Regions from separate parts of the Mus musculus genome. Here region 1 is linked to region 2. A link is a contact called in public promoter capture Hi-C data. All regions are on one chromosome and are shown on one strand. The core of a region is the stretch at or near the end of the contact, and the rest is flanking DNA. Distances in the headings are between cores, read along the strand shown. Region 1 holds the start of B3gnt8 (UDP-GlcNAc:betaGal beta-1,3-N-acetylglucosaminyltransferase 8). Region 2 holds the start of Cadm4 (cell adhesion molecule 4).

Evidence for each region. Promoter capture Hi-C pulls out the DNA fragments that hold promoters and counts their contacts.
Region 1: a contact with region 2 is called in a promoter capture Hi-C map of embryonic stem cells. The contact joins the promoter of B3gnt8 here to the promoter of Cadm4 in region 2. A contact is called at or near these places in 3 of 39 promoter capture datasets (cranial neural crest, embryonic stem cells and pre-B cells) and 1 of 115 datasets of contacts at active chromatin or transcription factors (large pre-B cells).

What each region holds. Positions count from the first base shown.
Region 1 is chr7:25,625,860-25,631,022 of GRCm38.p6, reverse strand. It overlaps B3gnt8 (UDP-GlcNAc:betaGal beta-1,3-N-acetylglucosaminyltransferase 8), which reads right to left and starts at 3,399. Exons shown (of 2, transcript NM_001036740.2): 1 at 3,301-3,399; 2 at 1,533-2,908. The coding sequence starts at 2,876. The coding sequence ends at 1,707. Bckdha (branched chain ketoacid dehydrogenase E1, alpha polypeptide) reads left to right here. Exons shown (of 9, transcript NM_007533.5): 8 at 1-23; 9 at 590-1,171. The coding sequence ends at 760.
Region 2 is chr7:24,478,383-24,483,527 of GRCm38.p6, reverse strand. Cadm4 (cell adhesion molecule 4) reads right to left here and starts at 1,505. Exons shown (of 9, transcript NM_153112.3): 1 at 1,366-1,505. The coding sequence starts at 1,429.

The DNA of each region.
Region 1 (5,163 bases), core at 2,150-4,649, 1.1 Mb before region 2:
GGCGGAAGCAGTCACGAAAGAAGGTGAGGGCCCATTGGAGCCCCAGGGTGTGCTCCCGATGGCTCTGCACAGCGAGAACTCTGGGAGAACAGGAATAGAGGACCTGGGTATATTCACACTGACCCAGGCAAGCCTTGTCCTCATGCGTGGCTCATAGAGCCAAGCCACCTGGACCATATGGCCTCAGTGACTCTTCACAGTGGAACCCAGGGCTAGTCATGTTCCTGGGGTATCTACTTCATAACTCAGTCCATGTAAAGTGGTATGTCCTACCTGGGCTAGAGCTAATGTCACCCTCTGTGCACTTAGAACAGGCCTGTTCTGGCCTCATACTGCACCGTGGTCACTAGCTCAGCTCTGACTCCGTCGCCCTGAGGAATCCTTTCCTTTCTCTGCATCTTGCCCTCCACTCCTGTTCCCTCCATTGCAGAGCTGAGCTGACAGTGCAGGGCCAGGACCCTGCAGGCTAGGCTCTGGAATGTTCATTAACACCAGTCTGAGGCCTCAGAGGGGTGAGGCTGGACCGTGGCTTGTGGTTGGGAGAGGGCAGGATGAAGGGGACAGCCACTTACTCCCTCATGTCTCCCAGGTCATGGAAGCCTTTGAGCAGGCTGAGCGGAAGCTAAAGCCGAACCCAAGCCTCCTCTTCTCCGATGTGTACCAGGAGATGCCCGCCCAGCTCCGCAGGCAGCAGGAGTCGCTGGCACGGCACCTGCAGACTTACGGGGAGCACTACCCCCTGGACCACTTTGACAAGTGAGGCCCTAGCCAGCACAAGGGGGTCCTGCTCTGAGTGGATGCTGCCCCCTGTGCTAGTCAGCTGTGCGAACATGCTGAGCAGCCAGGGTGGCATTCCAGGGTGACTTTTGCTCCTGTTCCTGCTCCCCCAGGCTACTTCACTGGGGCACCATGTTTGCAGCCATTGCTGCGGCTACTTCACTCCCTTCACCTGTTACAGTGCCTTTTAGGGGTGGGAAGGGACCAGGGCCAGGGAAGACCCTCTGGGCAGGGTGGCCCTGGGCTTGCCCAGAGAGATAGCTGATTGGCAGAGTAAGTAAACCACAGGTCTGCCTTTGACTCTGCTTCCTTCGTCTCTGTTTCCTCAAGTTTGGGGGCTGGGGTGTGTATGTGGAGAGGAGGAGAGAGCCCAGCATGGCTGATTTGGTTTGGAGTGCTGTTGTGTGTTTGTGTATCTACACAGTAACTTACTGGGACTTATGATATTGCTTTAGCTTCTAGTTCTGGGACTATATCGTATATAGCACCACACCAGCCTTTGGGGACATCCTGGCTTCTTAGGCAGAAAGACTTGGAAATACCTACTTCTATAAATGTTCCCAGGCTAGAGGGCAGCCTTGGCATGTATGTGGCCCCTCCAGAGAAAGCCCTCCATGACCTGGTAGATGCATGATGTCCAATGAGGTGTCCAGGATGCCCCCTGGAACCTGCCAGGCTAGGCTGGGTGAGGGCAGAGGGGCAGCAGCATCTGCCTTCCCTGCAGGGGTCCCATGGAAGAAATCGCTCCTGGCCTTGGAGTAGGAAGGACACATTTTTCAAAACCATAAAGTAGATAAACACAGTCTGCCACCTTGGCTAAGAAGGGTTTAGGAGAGACTCAGGCCAGGTCAGCCCCACCCACCCCAGCTTGTCTCTAGGAGAGACTCAGGCCAGGTCAGCACCCACCCACCCCAGCTTGTCTCTGCCGGTCAGCACTGGAGCTCTGGGACCCACAGATGTCTCCAGAGCCAAATGGTGTCCTGAGGGCTGACTGGATGCACCAAGAGCAGGCCTCGCACGGCGCAGGGGTCCCTGGTACGTTCTGCTGGCCAGGCTGTGAGGAAGCCTGGATGGGCACGGGGTGCTAAGCCCAGGGCACGGAAGCAGAAGCCAGTGTAGACATCATCAAAGGGGAAGGGTGCCACGCGAGCTGCCGCCTGCAGCAGCCAGGGTGCCAGGCGTCCTGAGATTACATAGCCACCTCCACTCGCATAGGCTGGATAGTCCCCTTCAAAGAAGGTCTTCGGCACATAGAAGGGTCCTCCGGGCTTGCGGAGCGGTTTGGCCTGGGTGAAGATCTCACCCAGGTAGAGGCTGCGGGCCCAGGTGGGTGGCAGAGTCTGCAGGTGCTCCAGTAGGGCTGGGATGTGCACAAAGGCATCATCCTGAACCTGCAGGACAAAATTGACATCGGGGCAGTGGTGGCTCAGCCAGGTCAGCAGCAGCAGGTCCTTGAGTGTCCGGTTGTAGGGAACATCCAGGAAGTCCCAGAGCAGTAGGTCACCATAGCGCCGGCTTTCCCACGTCACCAGTGATCTTAAGTCAGGCCCCCCCATTCCTAGGGGGGACCCCAGCAGGAAGAGCAACCGGGTCCCAGCAACTGGGCTGCCCCAGGTCTCCCTCACAGCCTGCCGTGCTGCAAAGTGTCCTGGTTCTGATTTGACAGCCAGTAGCAAGTAGGGTACATCCTTATCAGAGCAGCTGGCCACAGGGCTGCCTTCTCCTGCAGGCAGCCATAGTGGAAAGCTCCTACAGGCCGCCGACAGCAAGAAGCGCCGAAGCTCCTGGGGGTACAGGATGAAGTCCAAGATCTCCGAGGCAGCAACAGTCCCCCAAGTCTGACAGTCCGTACTGGGCAGGACTCCCAGCTGCCGCTGCTGCTGGTTCCAGTAAGCAGAGGACAGTGGGCCAGTCTGACCCAGGCGTGCTGAGAGGTTGGTGGGCAGAGTGGGCTCAGCATTGGGTGGTGTGGGACTGGGCAGAGCGCCCCGGGGTTCAGCCTTTTTAAGCCAGGACTCGGATGTCCACTCGATGTATACTTTGAGGCCCAGGAGTGTGAGCAGTGCTGACAGGCAGAGCTGGCACTTGCGGCAACGCATGACCCGGCCCAGGGAAAGGGCCACCAGTGGGGCTGCAAGAGTCACAAGGAGCCACAGAAGTCTTTAGGGTGCAGGGTGGATCTCCAAAGACGGCCCAGCGAAGCCCAGGCAAGCAGCCTAGGTCCTACCCAGTTCTGTTAATGGCTTCTGAGACTCTGACCCTAGGCAGACTGAACTACAGTACCCAACTTAACGTTATCCTAGACTGAACACCGCCTCCCCTCGACCCCCCATTCTTTCCTTTTCTGCAGTCATGGTGTTATATCTATTTGCAGTATCGCTCCAACGGCTCTTCCTACTCCCCTTCCCTCATTCCTCTGTCTCTTCAGGAGTCCCAGCTTCCCGGGGAAACTCCTTTTTACCTTCTTGGAAGCCTACCTACCTCCTCCAGTAACCCCACCCCAGGGCCTGGGGCCCCAGGTACCTCTGGGTCCAGCTTCCGCCAGCTCTGGGGGTCCTCGGGTAAAGCCCTGCCCGGACTCCCTCCTCGCAGCTGTGCGTCCTCAAGCTGTCGGCCCAGCCCGCGCTGCAAGTCTGGAGGGGCGGGCGGGCGGGCGGGGAGGAGGCAGGAGGGCCCTTGGGGCCGGGAGGAGCCGGGGCGGGGCTGGGAAGGGGAGGCAGACAGGGAGACGCGCCCTGGCGAGTTAGGGCTGGTTTTCTGGTGAGACGGCGGGGGAAAGGTTTAGGGGTGGCCAAAGCCGCGGACCTGTGAGGGAGGTCCCAACGAGCAAAGAGAAGAGAGGCCAAGGGGCTAGTTCGAGGCCACCGCCTGAAAGCGTCGTGACTGTGCTGCGAGCGGGGTGGGGTGGGGGTGTGTGGGTTTGCAGGGGCCGCGAGTGGGTGGAGGGATCGAGGAGAAAAAAAAAACCTGGGAGACCTTGGCCGTTAACTAGAAGAACAGAGAAAGAGGGAGGCAGGAGAAAGACGCACAGGTGGAAGAGGTCAGAACAGAGCCTGACTAACCAGGGAACGGTCGGAGGAGGACCTAGAGAGGAAAGGGAGGACCGGGGTGAGCGGGGAGGCGGGGGCGGGGCATGCGAGCACAGTTGAAAGAAATGAAGTGGGGTGCACTGAGAACCCCCGAGTTGGGGGCCTGCACCTCCTCCAACTAGTGCCTGAGCCACCAGCCTTCCTACCACCTCCATCCAGCTGGGAGAGGCCCGCCCTGTGATGCTCTGGGCTTTATGCCCCACCCCTTGGGGCAAGAGGGTGTTTGACTGTTTACATCCCAGCTCTAGGGCCTCTGCTGTTGAGTCTTTGCCAGCAATCTGGGGAGGCCAGCAGGTATGGCCTTCCCATAACTCCAGGGGCCTAGGTTGGGAGGAAGCCCGCACCCCACCCCGGTTGACCCTTTGCAGCCTACCTGGTTTGGAGAACTGTCCAGATATAAAAAGAACTCAGTGTACCAGCGCTCAGAGTCTGTTATCTTTCCAGCCCTGATTTCCTCCCTCCAAGTTTGAATAATGGAGCCCGTGGGAACAGATGGAGGAAGAGAGTGGGGAGGAAATGGTGAATGTTAATGGAATAAGTACGGCTAGGGTGAGGAAGATAGCCAAGGGCCAGGTCGAGCCAAGCCCAGCCTAGCCTAGGGCCTTGGGAGAGGCTCGTCAAGACCTCTCAGCGCTACTGGCTCTTCTCCCTCAGGGCGCTGAAGGCTCTGTGACTGATAGCCGCCTCCTGGGGCCTTACAGTCTCCCAGGAAGCCAACTAACTAGGGAGAAAGCCCTGGTTAGTATTGGTAGCCTTGTGCATCTTGTTCTTATCAGCTGGAGCCCAGCAGGCCCTTCTCTCTCCAAGCTCTGGAGCAAGTGGTTTTGGTCCTAGGTTTTATGGATTTGTTAGCAATACAGGACACTCTTGAGTATGTATTATACATTCATGTATGTATGCATATATGTGAGATGGAATTTCACACTATGTAGCTCTGGCTGTCCTGGAGCTTGCTGTGTAGACAAATCTGTTTTCTGGAATCTTAAGAATAATGGACACATGGGGCTGGAGAGATAGCCAGTGGTTAAGAGCAGTTTTTGCTCTTGCAGAGGACCTAGGTTTGATTCCCAGAACCACCTTCCAAGGGAATCCAACGCCACCTTCTGGCCACTCTGGGCACTGTATGCAGTGTGATGCACTTACATCCAACACACATAAACATAAATAAACCTTTAATAACGGGCATTCCTTTCAGAGCCAGGGTCCAGGCGAGGTCACCACCAGATGGCTCTGGTGGTTCCTTGGTATTGGCAAAAGAGCCTAGGTGGGGGTGGGGACAGGGATGAAGGCCTGATGA
Region 2 (5,145 bases), core at 256-2,755:
TCAACTTAGAAGCTCCCTCACATTGTCAGACATGGATCCGGTTCAACACTCTCACTGGATAGAACTGGAGCCAGGAAAGAGGGCTGGGCCACCTGGTCCCAATTCTCAACTCCCTATAGGAGACCTCAGCCCTGCCTTTGCTCACCAGCAGCCTCCCCATGATGGATTCCTGGGCAAAGTAACTTGACCCACCGCAGGGGAGTGTCCCATGGTGGATATAAGAAACACAGGGTTCTAAGTGTGAGCATTCAGGTGACATTTCCTGACCTTGTCCCCAGCCTCAGGGTCACCGTGTCTTGGGTGGGGGCTGGGGGGTCCTCCAGATTCCCATAGTGAGTGAGAAAGACATGTGGATGTCCTGGAGGGGGCTCTTCTGTGAAGTGTGGCTTGGATGTGTGAACGGGTGGGAGGGTTTGGGGGAGACATTTGTGGAATCCACGTGTGTGCTCACATGCCAATGTTCCCTATATGCCACTTCACACATCTATACTGTCACTGCCCTGCCTGACACCACTCTTCTCCAGGAGCGAGGAGGGATACAGAGATGGGAAAAGGAGGATGGAGGATGCATGGAGAGAGGAAGCAGATTTGGGGGAGAGGGAGACAGTGGGGTAGAGAGGAGAAAGGAGGCAGCTAGGCAACAGAGGCTGCTAGAGAAATGGGAGAATGATAGGGGACAGAGAAGGGAAGAGATACAGGATGTCAAGGAGACGGGGAGAGAGATGGTGAATGGGGACATAGAGGGACGACAGCAGCACAGGAGGCGGCAGAGTGAATAGAGGATGGGGGGCAGGCAGAGTGACCCAGGAAAAAGGGACAGAGGTGGGGGACAAAGGCGGCGTGGAGAAACGGGAAGGGGGAAACAAGGAGAAAGGAGGACAGAGGGAAGGAAGGACAGGACTTGAAGACTGAGGGACAGAGGACAAGGGCTGGGGGAAAATGAGAGAGAGAGAGAGAGAGAGAGAGAGAGAGAGAGATCTAAAGACTAGGACCGAAGGACAGTGGGACCGGCCTGGAGAAGGAGGGCTTGGGGACATAGGGGGAGGGAGGGTCTCGGGCCCTTTGTCCCCGCGGGATCGGGGCCTGTGCGGGGTGGGGGGGCTGCGGCACGGCGGCCGGGGCCCGCGTCCCCCCTCCCCTGCCCGCGGCTCTGGGCTCCTGGCCCGCGCTGCGCTTTGTCCCGGGGACGAGGGTCTCCCGCAGCCCCCCCCCCCCACGCAGCGCATTGTTCCGGCCTCTGCAGGCCCCCAGGCGACCCAGCTGTCACAGCGACGAGACCCCCTCCCCAACCCGACCGCAATACGCACACCTCCCTCGTCACCCCGATCCAGCCCACCGACCCGGCCCCCACCTCCGTCACCCTACCTGGCCCCGCCGCGGCCGCCCACAGCAGCAGCAGCGGCCACTGGAAGCGCCGGGCCCGGCCCATGGTGCCGCCGCCGCCGCCGCCACCGCCGCCGCCACCGCCGCCGCCGCTCGCTCCCGGCCCGGCACCTGCACCTCCCGCGCCGTCGACCCCGCCCCCGAGTCCAGTCCCGCCCTCTGCTCCGCCCACTGCGCGCCTTGGTGGGCGTGGCGTCAGCTAAGGGGCGGGGACCGGACGGGGACAGAGGGGCCCAGACAATGCGGGGAGAGGGAGGACGGGAGCGCGGAAGGGCGCGCACGGGGGTGGGAGAGCAGGACAGCATGCGGACCCGGGCGCGAGGGCAGGGCGTGAGCGTGACGGCGTCGTGGGAGCCAGTGGGGGAGGACTTGGGAGAGCGGAAGGTCGTGAGGGTCGTGTGAAGGTGCAAAGGTGTGCGTGCGTGTGCGCGCAGGCGTAGCCTGGACTAGCGGAGCTCCCTAGAGGACGCTGCACGGGAGACACGGGGAAGATGCGCAGGAGATGCACCGGAGTGTGCGCGGAAGATGCACGAGAGATGCGTGGGAGAGGCGCGGGAGATGCACGGGGGAATGTATAGAAGACACACGGGAGATGCGGGGAAGATGCACGGGGGTTGTGCAGAAGCTGCTTGGGAAACCCATAGGGGGTGCGTGGGAGATGCTTGGGAGATGCGCGAGAGGGCGATGCTCGGAAGCGCGCGAAGGTGCGGGGTGCTGGCGTGTGCTGTGAGTGTGAGCTTTGGGGGAGAGGAGTGTGATGATGCCACAGTGAATGTGGGCAGGGAAAGACTGAGAGGCTGGGCAGCAGCGGGTGGCTGAGCAGGTATGGACTTCTTTGGGCAGGGCATAGAATAGTGTCCGCTCCCTCCCTCTAGTCCTGACCATGACTCGCCAAGTTTCAGTCTTCTTTCCCTGGGAGGGGCCTCCAGAAAGCTAACCAGACTGGAAGGAAGTCTTAACCCTAGGCCCTGGGGAGAGCGAAGCCCCTGCCTGGGGCAATCTTCCAGGTATGGCATCCAGACGCTGTACTCTTTCCCACACTGTCCAGTCAAGTCTGTCTGTGTGACTCTGCCTTTCAGGTTCTGTTCCTCATCCTGGGGGGCTGACTCATCCCTCCAAACTTTGCTCTCTTTTTTCTTCTTGGGTGTGGGTTCCCCTGAACCCACCCCTGTGGCCACCTGAAGGCCTGGAGCAGGCTTATGACTCATAGGACCAAGAAGAGGAAGAAAGTGAGGTGCTGGTGGCCTCTGCCTCTCACAGGACTCAGGGACAGCAGGTAAACTGGGTCAACATATGCCCATTCTGAAAAGCTCGGCTTTTTATTTTCTCTCCATCACTTCTAAACTGTTGTATATCCAGGTCAACCAAGGGTCATCATCACATGACACACTTCCTGTCCAGTGCCTAGCTCCCAGCATCCTCTCTGTCTTTAGTCCCAAATTCATCAACTCTTATGTCAGGACCAAAACTCCTAGCATCTTGTTTCAAGGACCAAGGCTCCCAGCAGCCTCTCTGTTCTCTACCGTAGCTCCATATCCACCCACAGCTGTGAGCAGCTGCATTTCTTCCCAATTCTCGGCTCACCACGTAGATTAGGGGACGGAGTACAAAGCCGCTCATCTCTGTGATGCGAGCGAGGTGAGAGACTGTTTCGGGAATACTTGTTCAGGGTCTATTAACCGGTTTTTTGTTGCCAGTAACTTGGTGACAGAGATTGGATGAGTTCTGAAGGAAGCTTTACTTTGGCAAGCTCTCGGGAACTGCATCTGCCGAGGGCCTTTTTGTTGAGAGTCCTCAGGGTGTCACGTGGCGGGAGACAGAAAGCACACGTGTGTCTCCTGGTCTCTGCTCACCCAGCTGCCAGTGTTCAATCATGAGGGATCCACCCGGATGACTTCACTGATGCAGCCCCAGAGGCCCCACCTCTGAGCATCTAAGCATCGTAGTTGGATTAAGTGTCCATCCTTTTAGTGGCTTACAAAGGGATTAATGTTCGTGTGTGTGTGTGTGTGTGTGTGTGTGTGTGTGTGTGTGTATCTTTCTGTGTTTGTGTCTTTCTGTGTGTGTGCATGTCTGTGTGTTTCTTTGTGGATGTGTGTGTTTGTGTCTTTCTAGGTGTGTATATCTGTAGGCTAAGGTGCGAATGTGTGTGTGTGTGCCTGTGTGTGTATGTATGCGTTTCTGTGTGAATGTGTATTTCTGTGTGTGTGCACCTGCATGTGCCAGCTGGAGGATCACCTTAGGTGTCACTTCTCTTCAGGTGTGTCTGAAGGGACCCTGGCCAGCTCATGCATGGCCAGCATGGCTCTGAGGTCTTGCCCTTCCCTCCCATGCCCAGCCCCCAGGGTCTGTTTCCTCATTTGGATCCTTCCTCCTTCTGAGACCACCAGGGTCCAGCAATCAAAAGCCCCCCTTGGCTCACCTAATTAACATGACCAATTAAAATTAAACACCTCATCCTAACACGGGTTTCCCCCTTAAAGACTACTGTTTGCCTATGGGCCATGCCTGTCTCCTCTCTATACAGAGGCAGTCCTTTGTCCCACTCTGGGAGAAACACCCCTCCTCTCTCTGCCTTGTTCCCTTCCCCTTCTCCATCACCCCCCATCTCCTGTCTTTGTTGTCTCCTGATTCCCTGCCCTCTGTCCCTCTGGGGCAAATAAACCTCCTTTGTGCTGAGAACTTGATCTTGGAGTGTCCTGAGCCAATACTTTTCCTAACAGTGTCTCCTGTTTTCCCCCTTTGAGACAAGTTCTTTCACTTACCTGATACTCACCGACTGACTTGACTGCCTGGCCAACAAGCCCCAGGGTTCCCCCTGTCTGTGTCTCCCAGATCCTGGGGTTTCCAGCACATGCCGCCATGTCTTGACTACATTTCCCATAGGTTCTGGGAATCGAACACAGGTCCTCATGCTCGCACACTGAGCACTTCACTGACTGATCTATCTCCTTAGCACAGGATGCACTTTCAACACAGAACTTGTTGGCATGCATCCAAGCTAGACCCACACCACTACAGGGGAGTGACTCATAGTTACTCCTGATGACCTTTTACTTAGGCAAGCAGGTGGGCCTCCATCCATCTGTCTCTCATGTCTTCTTTCCCAGCTTTGGGCACCTTGGGAGAGACTGGTTCTCATCTGTCCTCTCTGCATCTGCCGAGGGAGGGCAGGTCACTAGTAGATAGGGGTCCCATTCCTTCAAGGCCCTCTCTTCGTAGGATTTTTGGTGCAAGCGACACAGAAACCTACTTCAACTAATTCAGCTGGTGAAAGAGCGATGATTCCAGTGGGCTGTAGCCAAGGCTCAGGGGGTGCAGTGTGTACCCCAGTGTGATCCCCAGCACCACAGAAACCAGGCATGGTGGCACACACCTATAAATCTCTGTGCTCAGGAATTCAAGGTCAGCTCCTGTGACATAGTTTAGGGCCAGTGTAGCCTCCACATACCCCACCCCACCCCGTTTCAGTGAGGCCAAGGGCTCTCCCTTGAGTTTCTTCAGTAGACTTCTTTGTTCAACCATCCTTTTCTTCCCGGTGTCTGGCCTCACTAGTAATTCTAGCCCTAGGGCTGTCTGCCAGCCATCTATTAAGATGAGGGGAACCATCGGTGCTCAGCATAGACAAATGGCCAGGTTATGCCAAAGTGACAGGGTGGGTTGGGATTGTGTGCATTTTTTTTCTTCTCTCTCTCTCTCTCTCTCTCTCTCTCTCTCTCTCTCTCTCTCTCTCTCTCCCTCTCTGTCTCATGTGAGGTGTGT